Regions from separate parts of the Sus scrofa genome. Here regions 1, 3 and 4 are each linked to region 2. The links are chromatin contacts, called in public HiChIP or PLAC-seq maps. All regions are on one chromosome and are shown on one strand. The core of a region is the stretch at or near the end of the contact, and the rest is flanking DNA. Distances in the headings are between cores, read along the strand shown.

Region 1 (2,804 bases), core at 228-2,727, 260 kb before region 2:
ATTCCCACTGTGGCACAGCAGGTTAAGGATCCGGTGTTGTCTCTGCGGTAGCTCTGGTCGCTGCTGCTGAGGGGAGGGTTTGATCCCTGGCCAAGGAACTTCCACATGCCACAGGTGTGACCAAAATAATAATAATAAAGAATGTCCCTGTAAAAAAGTCCCTTTTACCCTCTTCCAGGGATACTCATCAGAAGGAGGAAAAGAGATCAGGTTACAAATACATACTTGGGAAATAGCATTTAACCCAGAGGTTACCTCATATGCACTGAGATCTATGGTGACTTCCTCTATGGACCTTTTTTTTTTTTTTTTTGGCCACACCCGTGGTGTGCAGAAGCTCCTAGGCCAGAGATGGAACCCGAGCCACAGTAGTGACAATGCCTGATCCTTAACCTGCTGCACCACCAGGGAGCTCCAGTGGACTTTCTTTTTTGGATGAGAAGGGATTTTCATGTCTTGCTTTTTCCACCAACCTCACATGTGGATACATCCAGGAGGCTGTGACAAAAGTGGACATCATGCAGTATCCCTGTGCTGGTGACAACCAGAGGGTGGAAGATGGCTGGCCCAATGGGTAATTAAGTCCCTACTACCTCTGACCCCTTCCTACCTCATAGCCATCTGTCCCACCATCCCTCCCCCTGGTAGGTGACCATGAGAAACCACCCTGATGGCTGCTGTGTCCAAGCTGGACTCTGCTCAGAACACCCTTGATTCCTGGTCACTTGGAAAACCCCTAACTCTCCTTTAAGACTCAGCTGACTTGATTTCCTCTTTGAGCTCTTCCTGACATGGTCTATGATTTCCAGCCTCTAGACTCTTCCAGAAGGCAGGGGCCCCACCTATCTCTGCACCCACAGAACCCAGCAGTGGTGCCACTACACACACACACACACACACACACACGCCATACCTGTCTGTGCCCTGCAGTTAGATCTCTTGCTCTTGGGTTTATTTGGCAACAACACCCGCCTTTTTTTTTTACCCCTCCTCGGGTTTAACTAATCAATACTTAATGCCCCTCTGAAGTTAGAAAGTGACAAGAGTGACAAGGCGGCTCGTCAGTTTCTAAGCAGAAAGTGAAGAAGATAGAGCCAGCTTGCACACTTTTGGGGGAGAAGCCTCACTTTCCAGCTTTCCCTTCGTGAAGACCTATTTCTTTCTTTTTTTCTTTTTTCTTTGCTCTTTAGGGCCACACCTGGTTCCCAGGCTAGGGGTGGATCGCAACTACAGTTTCTGGCCTACACCACAGCCACAGCAACACAGGATCTGAGCCGCATCTGCGACCTATACCACAGCTCACGGCAACACCGGGTCCTTAACCCACTGAGCGAGGCCAGGCATCAAACCCGCAACCTCACGGTTCCTAGTCAGATTTGTTTCCTCGGCGCCAAGACGGGAACTCCAAGAAGCCCTATTTCTGAAGGAAGGATGATGTCAGAGCATGGCCAGAACAGTCAGAGCTGGAAAGCAAGACAACAAAGCTCTCTGCCTAGCTGCTTCTGCCTTCTGGAAAGTTCTGCTTCCTAAATGGCAATGAACTGGAGCAATCATTAGAAGTATTCTTTTTTTTTTTTTTTTTTTTAACGGCTGCACTTTGCAGCACATGAAAGTTCCCAGGTTGGGGGTCTAATAGGAGCTACAGCTGCTGGCCACAGCCACAGCCACAGCCACAGCCACAGCCACGCCAGATCCGAGCTACATCTGCAACCTACACCACACCTCACCGCAATGCTGCATCCCCGACCCACTGAGCGAGGCCAGGGATCAAACCTGAGTTCTCTAGGATACAAGTCGGATTGTTTCTGCTGTGCCACAACAGGAACGACTGGAAGTATTTCTTGAAGTTGCTCATTTTTAGGGGATGAAAAGCCTAAGAACCAGGATCCGAATTCTGTCCTAATTTCTGCTCTGGTGGGACCAGACTCGGAATCGTTTTCTTTTTTCTGTTTCTCCATAAACTGAGGGTTTTGACTATCAGGTGAAGCAACACCTGATAGTCACCGAATACCCACACAAATATACCACTGTGAGTCTGAGCTGGTGGCTGACTGCAGTATGGGCAAATAATTTTACCACTGGGTAATTTTGTTTTTTGTCTTTTTATTGCTGTACCCATGGCATATGGAATCTCCCAGGCTTGGGCTGAATTGGAGCTGTAGCTGCGGACCTGCACCACAGTCACAGACAGCAACACAGGATCTGAGCTGAGTCTGTGAACTACACCACAGCTCATGGCAATGCCAGATCCTTAACCCATTGAGGAAGGTCAGGGATCGAACCCATGTCCACATGGATACTAGTCAGGCTCCTTACCCCTGAGCCACACTAGGAACTCCCTGCTGGGTAATTTTAAAAAAACAAAAAAGGGAAGTTCCTGTTGTGGCTCAGGGGTAATGAACCTGACTAGAATCCATGAGGACCTGGGTTCAATCCCTGGTGTCGCCCAGTGTGTTAAGGATCCGTTGTTGCTGTGAGCTGCGGTGTAGGTTGCAGACGTGGCCTGGATCTGGCATTGCTGTGGCTGTGGTGCAGGCTGGCTGGCAACTGCAGCTCCAATTCAACCCCTATCCTGGGAACTTCCATATGCTGCAAAAAATAAACAAATAAAAACAAAATTTTTTAAATAAAATAAAAAGCAAAAAAGGAGGGTATGATTTGGGGTTGTGACATTTTTCAACCAGTTCACCCCTCACCTCCAGACGGTCAAAATCAATCAAGCTGAGCCTTTCTCTGTCTCTCCCTCTCAAAGCTTAGGGGGAACTTCACTGGCTTTGGATGACAATATTTTGAGCTCCAAGGTC
Region 2 (2,799 bases), core at 137-2,636:
CCTCCTGTACAAAACCATATTTTAAATATGCACATCATGCTAAAACCCATCACTCATCCTCAGCAGGGCTGATGCAATGGTGCACCATCTGCATGCAGCGTCTGGAGTGGACCGAATTCCTCACCTTCAGAGGCCCTGGCCCAGCGGGGGTGGGCGCCCAGCCAGCTTGCTTCGGGCCAGACAGGTTGGAACATTTTTCTTCAGAGTTCCTAGGAAGGGAGTGGAAAGGAATCTAAACGAGAAATACTCAGGAGGTCTTTGGAAAGTTACCCTATCTCCTTAGAGGCAAATTAAATATGTTGTGGCGAATAGAAGAGAGAAGCTTGCTTTTTGTAAGACCCTGCGGAAAAGATGTCATAGCTGGTGCGTAGAAAATCACCCCATCATTAAAAACCAGTGTGTTCAATCTACAGCTACAGTGGAGTTTGAGGGGGGAAAAAAGGAATTTTAGGATAGAAATTCCCGAACTGATCAAAGAAAGTCTCTTTGTAATATCAATTTATCACGTGACAGAATTTAAACTTTTTTATTGGAGCAATAAATAATATATACATATAAATACATACATATGCATATTTATAAAAGTTACCATTTCAGCCATCTTTAAGCGTACATACAGTTCTGTGGCTTTAAGTCCATGTGAACTTCTGTGCATCCATCACCACCACCCACCTTCAGAACTTTTTCATCTTCTTGGACTGAAATCTGTCTCCCCCAATCCCTGGCCACCACCATCCTACCTTCTGTTTCCATTAATTTGACTAGTCAAGGTACTTCATAGAAGAGCAAACTTTACAATAAATCTATTTTTGTGACTGCCTTATTTCACCTCGTATTATGTCCTCAAGTTCAAGGTCATCCAGCTTGTAGCATGGGTCAGGGTGTCCTTTTTTTTTTTTTTTTTTTTTTTTTTTGCTTTTAGGGCTAACCGGCAGCATGTGGAAGTTCCCAGGCTAGAGGTCGAATCAGAGCCATAGCTGCCAATCTACGCCAAGCTGCTTCTGCGACCTACACCCCAGCTCACGGCCACACTGGATCCTTAACCCACTGAGCAAGGCCAGGGATCAAACCCACATCCTCATGGATACTAGTTGGGTTGGTTAACACGGAGCCATGACAGGAACTCCTGTCCTTCCTTTTTTAAGGAAAATGTTCCATTGCATGTCTATACAATATTTTGCTTATCAGTTCATCTGTTATGGACAGTATTTTGATTTTCAGCCTCCTATAAGCTAACCACCTGAAAAGGTGTAAATTAATGGGGTGTCTACAAAACACTTGGCATATGGCTAGATGGCAAGTCATCACCCCAGGCAAGCTCATCTGAGACCTCACTGCTCACGGCCAGCTTGAGAAACGAATGGAAAATGTGACCTAAATGTCCACTCATAGCAAAACAAATATGATGAGGGTGCTATGAATCACCATTCATATTCATTCTGTCAAGGAGCTCCCAGCCACAGCATTTTGAAATACCAGAAATGGTGGGGCCATGGTACACACTTATCTGGCAAATGTTTATGTGCCTACATGGAAACTGTGACCACTAATAGTGATGACAGGGATATTTAGTGTCAATGTTGATGATTCTATCTTCAAATTAGAAGTGAGTTTATTTAAGAATAACCACTGTCTTTACAAGTGGTATGTAAATGTTTTTAAGATGGAAATGTTCAAAGTGCTAAATCATTGGGGAAGGAAGCAGTACATTTCTGTTTGGTCCTCTGTTCCACTGTCTGTCTTATTAGGGCCCCAAGAAAGAGTTAAATGTGTGTTTAATGAAAAGGGAAGTAGCAAGGAAACAGGGGCTACAGACAGGCTGACCATCCATGGGTGACAGCTTGAATGTGTGTTGATCAGTCAACCAGAAGCATCACTATCTATTGGCCTGTGATGCTGTCTCTGAAACCTCCCCACTGCCTCCTTTGATAGGATGGAGGACGAGAGGCCCTGCTGCTCCCTCCCTCAGCCCCTCACACCAGCTTCTCTACCCCTTGGCTCAGGTTGCAGAATGAATAGGATGCAGGTGTCCCTATTCAGAGTCTGCTTACTAAGCAGAATGAAAGGGGAGAAGCAAAGTTCAGCCCCACATGTGCAAGGAAGCAAATGGCTCTCCAGGGGAGAGAGAAAATCCCAGCAGCCAGCATTTGTGAAGGCAGGGCTGTGTGCTGGGGGAATATTTCATTCAAATGAGCTCAGGAGGCAGCAAGGGGGTGGGATTAATATACGATTCCCCTCAAATTGTGAATCTAAGGAAACCAAGAGAGGTGAATCCTTTTCCATCCCTGTTAGGATCCCCCCAAAGAACAGGACTTTTCATTTCCCTTTGTGCATCTATCTCTATTAATTAATAACTGGAAACATGCCAACCTCTCAAGTGTCTTACTCACATCTGGGCTGAGCAGGTGAAATTGCTCAGGGTTCTCCTGCCCTTGGACAATGTCAAGCTTGTAACTCATACAAGTCTCACAAACTGACCCTATGCGGATCAGGATGCAAAGAAGTAGGAAGGGCACATGTCACCGAGGTAGTGGTTCTAGTATCTGAAAGCACGAGTTGGGAGAATTCTTTTAGATAAGCCCATAGATGAAGAGTGTCCTACTTGGATTTAGAGGGACGTGAATTTTCCACCCACCAATGACATCCCATGCTCTGTGCCTCCCTGTACACTGTTCCTTTGTGTAGCAGCTTCTGTCATCATTTCTCCTGGAGAGCACTTGCTCACCATCCAAAATGCTTCCCAAACACTCTGCTCCTCTGAGAAGCCTCCCTGGGCCTCCCCAAGCATCAAACCATTTC
Region 3 (2,735 bases), core at 140-2,639, 490 kb before region 2:
CTGGGGGCAGGTGATCCTCACAAATTGCCCAGGAGGGTGTGTGAAGGCAGATGGAAACCTGGAGTTCCCGTCATGGCTCAGTGGTAATGAACCTGACTAGTATCCATGAGGATGCAGGTTCCATCCCTGGCCTCTCTCAGTGGTTAAAGATCTGGCATTGCTGTGAGCTGTGGTGAAGGTCACAGATGCAGCTGGATCTGGTGTTGCTGTGGCTGTGGTGTAAACTGGCAGCTGCAGCTCCAATTCAGCCCTTAGCCCTGGAACCTCTGTATGCCACAGGTGCACCCCAAAAAGACAAAAAACAAACAAAAAACAGTAACGTTTTTTACATTCTGCTCTCTGTGCCCTTTGGCCAGTATTTCCTTCTGTGACACAGGGATGGTGGGTGGTGACGGCCAGCATCCCATTGCTTGTCATGGAGGATGCCCTGGATCCTTGTGGAAACCCAGCTGCATAGGGACCAGCGTGGACTCTCCTTTTTGGAAGATTAAATGGATGCCTAGAGGCACCAGGGAGGAGGCCGAGGGTGCCCACTCGTGGTGGAACTGGAATTTGCAAGCTCACCTGCTCACCTGGTCGCATCCCCTCGAGACAGTGTTTGCGAGAGCATCTGAAGACAGGAACAACGCTGCGAAGGCGATTGTGGTTCCCTAGCTGTGGCCCACCTGTGCCCCTGCCTCCCCTATCACCACACTGGGCTTGCTGCTGAGACTCAGTAAATACCCATAGGTGACTTCAAGGTGAGTTACTCTGGTGACTCAGAGAGGCTGTTGTGTGGCCAAGGGTATCACTAGACCTTGGAAAGTTCTAGATGCTGGGAAGCGTCTTTGTGGCTCCAGGGGTGTCTGGGACCTCGTGAGTAATGTCCACTCACAGCTCACACCGGCCTGACTGCTGTGTCTGAGGACCTTTAGCCCCCTGTCACTTGACCACGTGCTGTACTGACTCATGCTGCTGGCGAATGGAGTCAGGAACCATGGCCCGGACCAGTTTGCCTTGTGACAGCAGCTCTGTGGATGCAGCACAGCTCTGTCCCCTGCAGCAATACCACGTTCTCGGTTGGGAAAGATTTCCATCACCAGGGAGTGCTTGCCAAGTTCCCTGTGGGGGCCACGTCTGGGAGCCCAGCCTCCCACCATCAACCAAACCACAGTCCACCATTGCCTTCCTGTATTTAGAAGTCATTGTGACTTGTCTTTCGTGGCCTGGCCAGCTTTGGGGAACAAAGTTACTCATGGCCATCATTCCTTCCTCTCTCTTTTTCCATCTGGGGAGTGAGAGATTAAATTTGCAGATGAAAATCTCTTTCTAAGGACCTCCTCTGAAAAGACTGTTGAGCTCAGCCATGGTTCCTCCTCCACGCTGGGCATTAATGCCCACGTGACCCATGACATTGACACAATGCTCAGCAACGCACAGGAAGCAGCATAACATTTCTGGTGGAAAAAACATCAGCCCAGGAAGATAACATATTGCCTGCTCTCCTGCAAATAAAACGGGGCTCTATCAGCTTCTCTGCCTATGAATGATGACCAATTTATCAAGTATACGCTGAGTAATGATTTGCCATATGGGGGCAGCAGCTCTTATGATAAAGTGTCTCTGCTCTAGCTGCATTATAATAAACACCATCCAATTTACGGCGTTAGGAAGCAGAAGCATTTCTCAGCCATGTGTCACCATTATCTAGAATGAGCCATAAAATCCGGGCTGTTCCGTATCCTCTGGCTGCAAACATCCAACGATTCATATTCTTGTAAGACTGTCTTGATCACCAGCCCAATTTAGAAATGAGTTGTTCAATATGATGATTAAATTCCAGAGCTGCAACTTGCCGTGGCCCCACACGATGGCCCAATGTGACAAACCGCAGACCACTTCTCAGGCGGAAGGAACTGGTGAAGGCACTGGGGACTTGGGGTGAATTTCAAATGAGGTTCCTTTACCTGAGGCGGATGCTGCCATCTTGCCTGGCCGAGCAGAGAAAGATGAGTCACTGACGTTTTCCTGCATCCAATACCATGGCTGTCCCCTGGGCCTGAGTCAGTCCACAGACCCTTCACCTTGACAGATGGCAGAGTCTCAGCCCTTCTTCCCTAGCTCGGGGAAGCCCTGCCAAGCTGGGGACATGGGGTGAGGCCTAGGAGATACAAAGCTTGGAGTGAACCCCTGCCACGTCCAAGGTCAGTGCTACCAACAACCGGGTGGAAAGAGTGACAAGTCACGGGGACATTATCACTGACTAATAGGTTATGTAATTTTCTTTTTTATTAAAGTATAGTTGATTTATAATATCGTGTCAATTTCTGCTATACAACAAAGTGACCCAGTCCTACATATGTATACATTCTTTTTCTTATCTTCCGCCATGGTCTACCCCAAAAGACTGGACATAGTTTGTGGTACAGTAGGACCTCATTGCTTATCCATTCTAAATGGAATACATAGGTTATTTTAAACACATGGGCAGTTCCCACTGTGGCTTAGCTGGCTAAGAGCCCGACTCGTGTCCATGAGGATGCATGTTTGATCCTTGGCCTCGCTCACTGTGTTAAGGGTCCGGCTTTGCCACAAGCTGCGTTGTAGGTCGCAGATGCGGCTCAGATCCAGCATTGCCATGGCTGTGGTGTAGGCCAGCAGCTGCAGCTCTGACTCGACTCCGAGCCCAGGTACATCCATGTGCCGCAGGTGTAGCCCTAAAAGGAAAATAAATAAATGATAAATAAATACATGGG
Region 4 (2,786 bases), core at 102-2,601, 390 kb after region 2:
GCCGTGCGTCTGTAGCACCAGGACACAGATTTGATCCCCTGCCCAACACAGTGGGTTAAAGGATCTGAGGTTTACCACAGCCCTGGCATAGGATGAAACTGCAGTTTGGATCTGATCCCTGGCCAGGGAACTCCACCTGCCACGGGGCAGCCAAAAAAGAAAAAAAGAAAAAGAAAACAGACCCCAGAGAGCTCCCTCCCCCTCCACCACGTGGGCACACAGTGGGAGATGCCCTGAACCAGGAAGCAGGTTCTCGCCAGACACCCAGTCTGCCAATGCCTTGACCTTGGACTCCCCAGCCTCCAGAACTGTGAGAAATCAACATACATTTTCAGTGTTGTTTTGCTTTTTAGGGCCACACCCATGGCATATGGAAATTCCCAGGCTAAGGGTCAAATTGGAGCTGCAGCTGCCAGCCTATGCCAGCTCAGGGCAACACTGGATCCTTAACCCACCGAGCGAGGCCAGGGATCGAACCTGAGTCCTCATGGATACTAGTTGGGTTGGTAACCCACTGAACCACAATGGGAACTCCTAAATGCTTGTTGCTTAAGCCACCAGCTTATGGTACTTTGTTATAACAGCCTAGATGGCCTGGGTTAGATCACATATGTCGCCCGCAACACAACTACATTTCTGGTGGCCGGGGGTGGTAGTGGTGGTGGTGGCTGCCCAGGTGGGAAGCTTCCTCTCCAGGTCCAACCCCTGTACAGGAAGGAGGAATCTGTAACATCAAGTATCCTTGTTCTTCTTCTAGAACATTATGACAAATATGCCACCAGGGCAAGACTTTCTCTCCAGGTGGCCTGGCTTTTAAGAAGCCTGGTGAGTGATTAACTTTTGGAACCTTCTTATCCTTTGTCTAGGCTGAGATCTCTTCTAACCATCAGGTTACCCAACCCAAGTTCATTTGTTTGTGTCAGAAAGGTCCTTTGTTTCCCTCCAATTAATCAAGTACCCCTGCTTTGCAATGACAGCTGCAGTAACACCGGATGCTTAACCCATTGCGCTGGGCCGGGGATTGAACCTGTGTCCCAATGCTCCAGAGATGCCACCAATCCCCTTATGCCACAGCAGGAACTCCTACATTTCTTTCTCACCAAGTCTGACATATCTGTTGGTCCCAGAGTCCCCGCCAGGGCCACTGCCTCCCCCGTTCTGTGCCATCTGTTTCCACCTGTTAGTCTCAAAGGATACTGTTCTCTCTGCAGCTCAGGCACGGCTCGATTCTGCAAGCATGTGGTTTCCCGGCGCCACCCAAGAAAAAAGGAACAAGGGCCAGGAGACAGTTCACTTCACATCCGTCCAGTCTCTCCTGCCCAACGGACTTTCCACAAAAACCTCTGCTTCTTTTCCTTTCGGTTTCCCTGTCCACCCAGTGCTGATCCCACGACTAAGACCTGGTAGCACGGATCACTGCTCATCTGAATGTGTCTTTGTGAAACACAAAACGAGACAAGAATTCCTTTCATTTCCCCTCCAGTCTTCCTCTTCCCTTTGGCTCTGGTGACCCTTCGGAAGCTGTGTGGGAAGATTGGAAGGTTCTTCTGGATTAATTCACTTGGTTGCCAGAGATGGAAACTTCTGGGTGGACAGAAGTACTCCTGGAGTTTTTAGACACTCTAGTCCATCTAACCCACTCCAGCACTCCTGGCTGTGGCTGCTGGCTCAGGCTGAAGCAAGGACTGTCATCTGGGTTAGGGGGACACAGAAGCCAAGGCAAGGATCTAGGTGGCAGAAGGATTGTTTGGGGAGTTACTGAAATGAAGGCTGATACAGGTGGGGGTGGAGCCAGGCGATCCCCGTCCAGGGAAATGGAAAACAAACAGGGGGAGTTCCCACTGTGGCTCAGTGGGTTAAGAGCCTGACATACCCTCCTAGAGGATGTGGGTTCGATCCCCGGCCCCACTTGGTGGGTTAAGGATCTGGCATTGCCGTGAGCTGTGGCGTAGGTCGCAGATGCGGCTCTGGTTTGGTGCTGCCGTGGCTGTGTCATAGGCCTGCAGCTGCAGCTCCAGTTTGACCCCTAGCCTGGGAACTGCCATATGTCACAGGTGTGGCCCTAAAAAGAAAAAAAAAAAAGAAAGAAAGAACACATACAGGGGGTCCGAGATAGTTGCTTTTTACAGCATCTGTTCCTTCCGCTTGTTTTATGGTCCTGTGATGCGAGAGGATGGGTTTGCTGGATTTGAAGTGTTTGGGGGCATGTGGACCTGAGATGACCTTATCTCTTCAGTCATGTTGGGCCGTTGTCTTGACAACTGGAGGATCTGGGCTTGAACTTAGGCTGGAGAGTTACCACTGCAACCCACACTGGCGGGACTAACCAAAGGGGTATCTGTGGTGATTCACAGGACACAAGGCTGGAGCAGTGCACCCAGCACCAGGAGAGCAGCTGGGGCCAGGGCTGGAGATCTGGGACCCTCAGTGCTGGGGGGTGGGGAGGCGATTTTGGCCCCCAGGTGACACCTGGCAGCATCCAGAGACTTTTTGTTTTGTTTTGCTTTGCTTTTCAGGGCCATATCTGTGGCACATGGAATCTCCCAGACGAGGGGTTGAGTTGGAATTGCAACTGCCAGCCTTACACCACAGCCATAGCAATGCCAGATCTTTAACCCACTGAGCAGGGCCAGAGATCGAACCCACAACCTCATGGATACTAGTCGGGTTCTTAACCAGCAGAGCCACAAAGGGAACTCCCCAGAGACAGTTTTGATTGCTGCAACTTGGGAGGGAGATGCTACTGGTAATTATGGGTAGAAGCCAGAGATGCTGCCAAAGTCCCA

The links. HiChIP or PLAC-seq counts read pairs in DNA pulled down with a chosen protein or histone mark.
Region 1: a contact with region 2 is called in an H3K27ac HiChIP or PLAC-seq map of alveolar macrophages. The contact joins two enhancer-like sites. A contact is called at or near these places in 2 of 47 Hi-C or Micro-C datasets (heart right ventricle and skeletal muscle) and 2 of 2 datasets of contacts at active chromatin or transcription factors (alveolar macrophages and skeletal muscle).
Region 3: an H3K27ac HiChIP or PLAC-seq map of alveolar macrophages shows a contact between it and region 2. The contact joins two enhancer-like sites. A contact is called at or near these places in 1 of 47 Hi-C or Micro-C datasets (embryonic fibroblasts) and 1 of 2 datasets of contacts at active chromatin or transcription factors (alveolar macrophages).
Region 4: a contact with region 2 is called in an H3K27ac HiChIP or PLAC-seq map of alveolar macrophages. The contact joins two enhancer-like sites. A contact is called at or near these places in 6 of 47 Hi-C or Micro-C datasets (embryonic fibroblasts, heart right ventricle, mesenteric adipose tissue and 3 more) and 1 of 2 datasets of contacts at active chromatin or transcription factors (alveolar macrophages).

What each region holds. Positions count from the first base shown.
Region 1 is chr10:41,272,079-41,274,882 of Sscrofa11.1, reverse strand. All of the region lies in intron 3 of SVIL (supervillin), which reads right to left. Among named protein-coding and RNA genes, the nearest start is that of SVIL, 97 kb to the right of the region's middle. Within about 2 kb of position 1,477, at least 1 of the 83 cell types and tissues checked has an H3K27ac peak or open chromatin away from gene starts, as enhancers often do. A contact at or near this core is called in alveolar macrophages, where this site is marked.
Region 2 is chr10:41,011,643-41,014,441 of Sscrofa11.1, reverse strand. No RefSeq gene overlaps it. Among named protein-coding and RNA genes, the nearest start is that of JCAD, 100 kb to the right of the region's middle. Within about 2 kb of position 1,386, at least 4 of the 83 cell types and tissues checked have an H3K27ac peak or open chromatin away from gene starts, as enhancers often do. A contact at or near this core is called in alveolar macrophages, where this site is marked.
Region 3 is chr10:41,497,130-41,499,864 of Sscrofa11.1, reverse strand. No RefSeq gene overlaps it. Among named protein-coding and RNA genes, the nearest start is that of SVIL, 320 kb to the right of the region's middle. Within about 2 kb of position 1,389, at least 16 of the 83 cell types and tissues checked have an H3K27ac peak or open chromatin away from gene starts, as enhancers often do. A contact at or near this core is called in alveolar macrophages, where this site is marked.
Region 4 is chr10:40,623,971-40,626,756 of Sscrofa11.1, reverse strand. No RefSeq gene overlaps it. Among named protein-coding and RNA genes, the nearest start is that of MAP3K8, 120 kb to the left of the region's middle. Within about 2 kb of position 1,351, at least 28 of the 83 cell types and tissues checked have an H3K27ac peak or open chromatin away from gene starts, as enhancers often do. A contact at or near this core is called in alveolar macrophages, where this site is marked.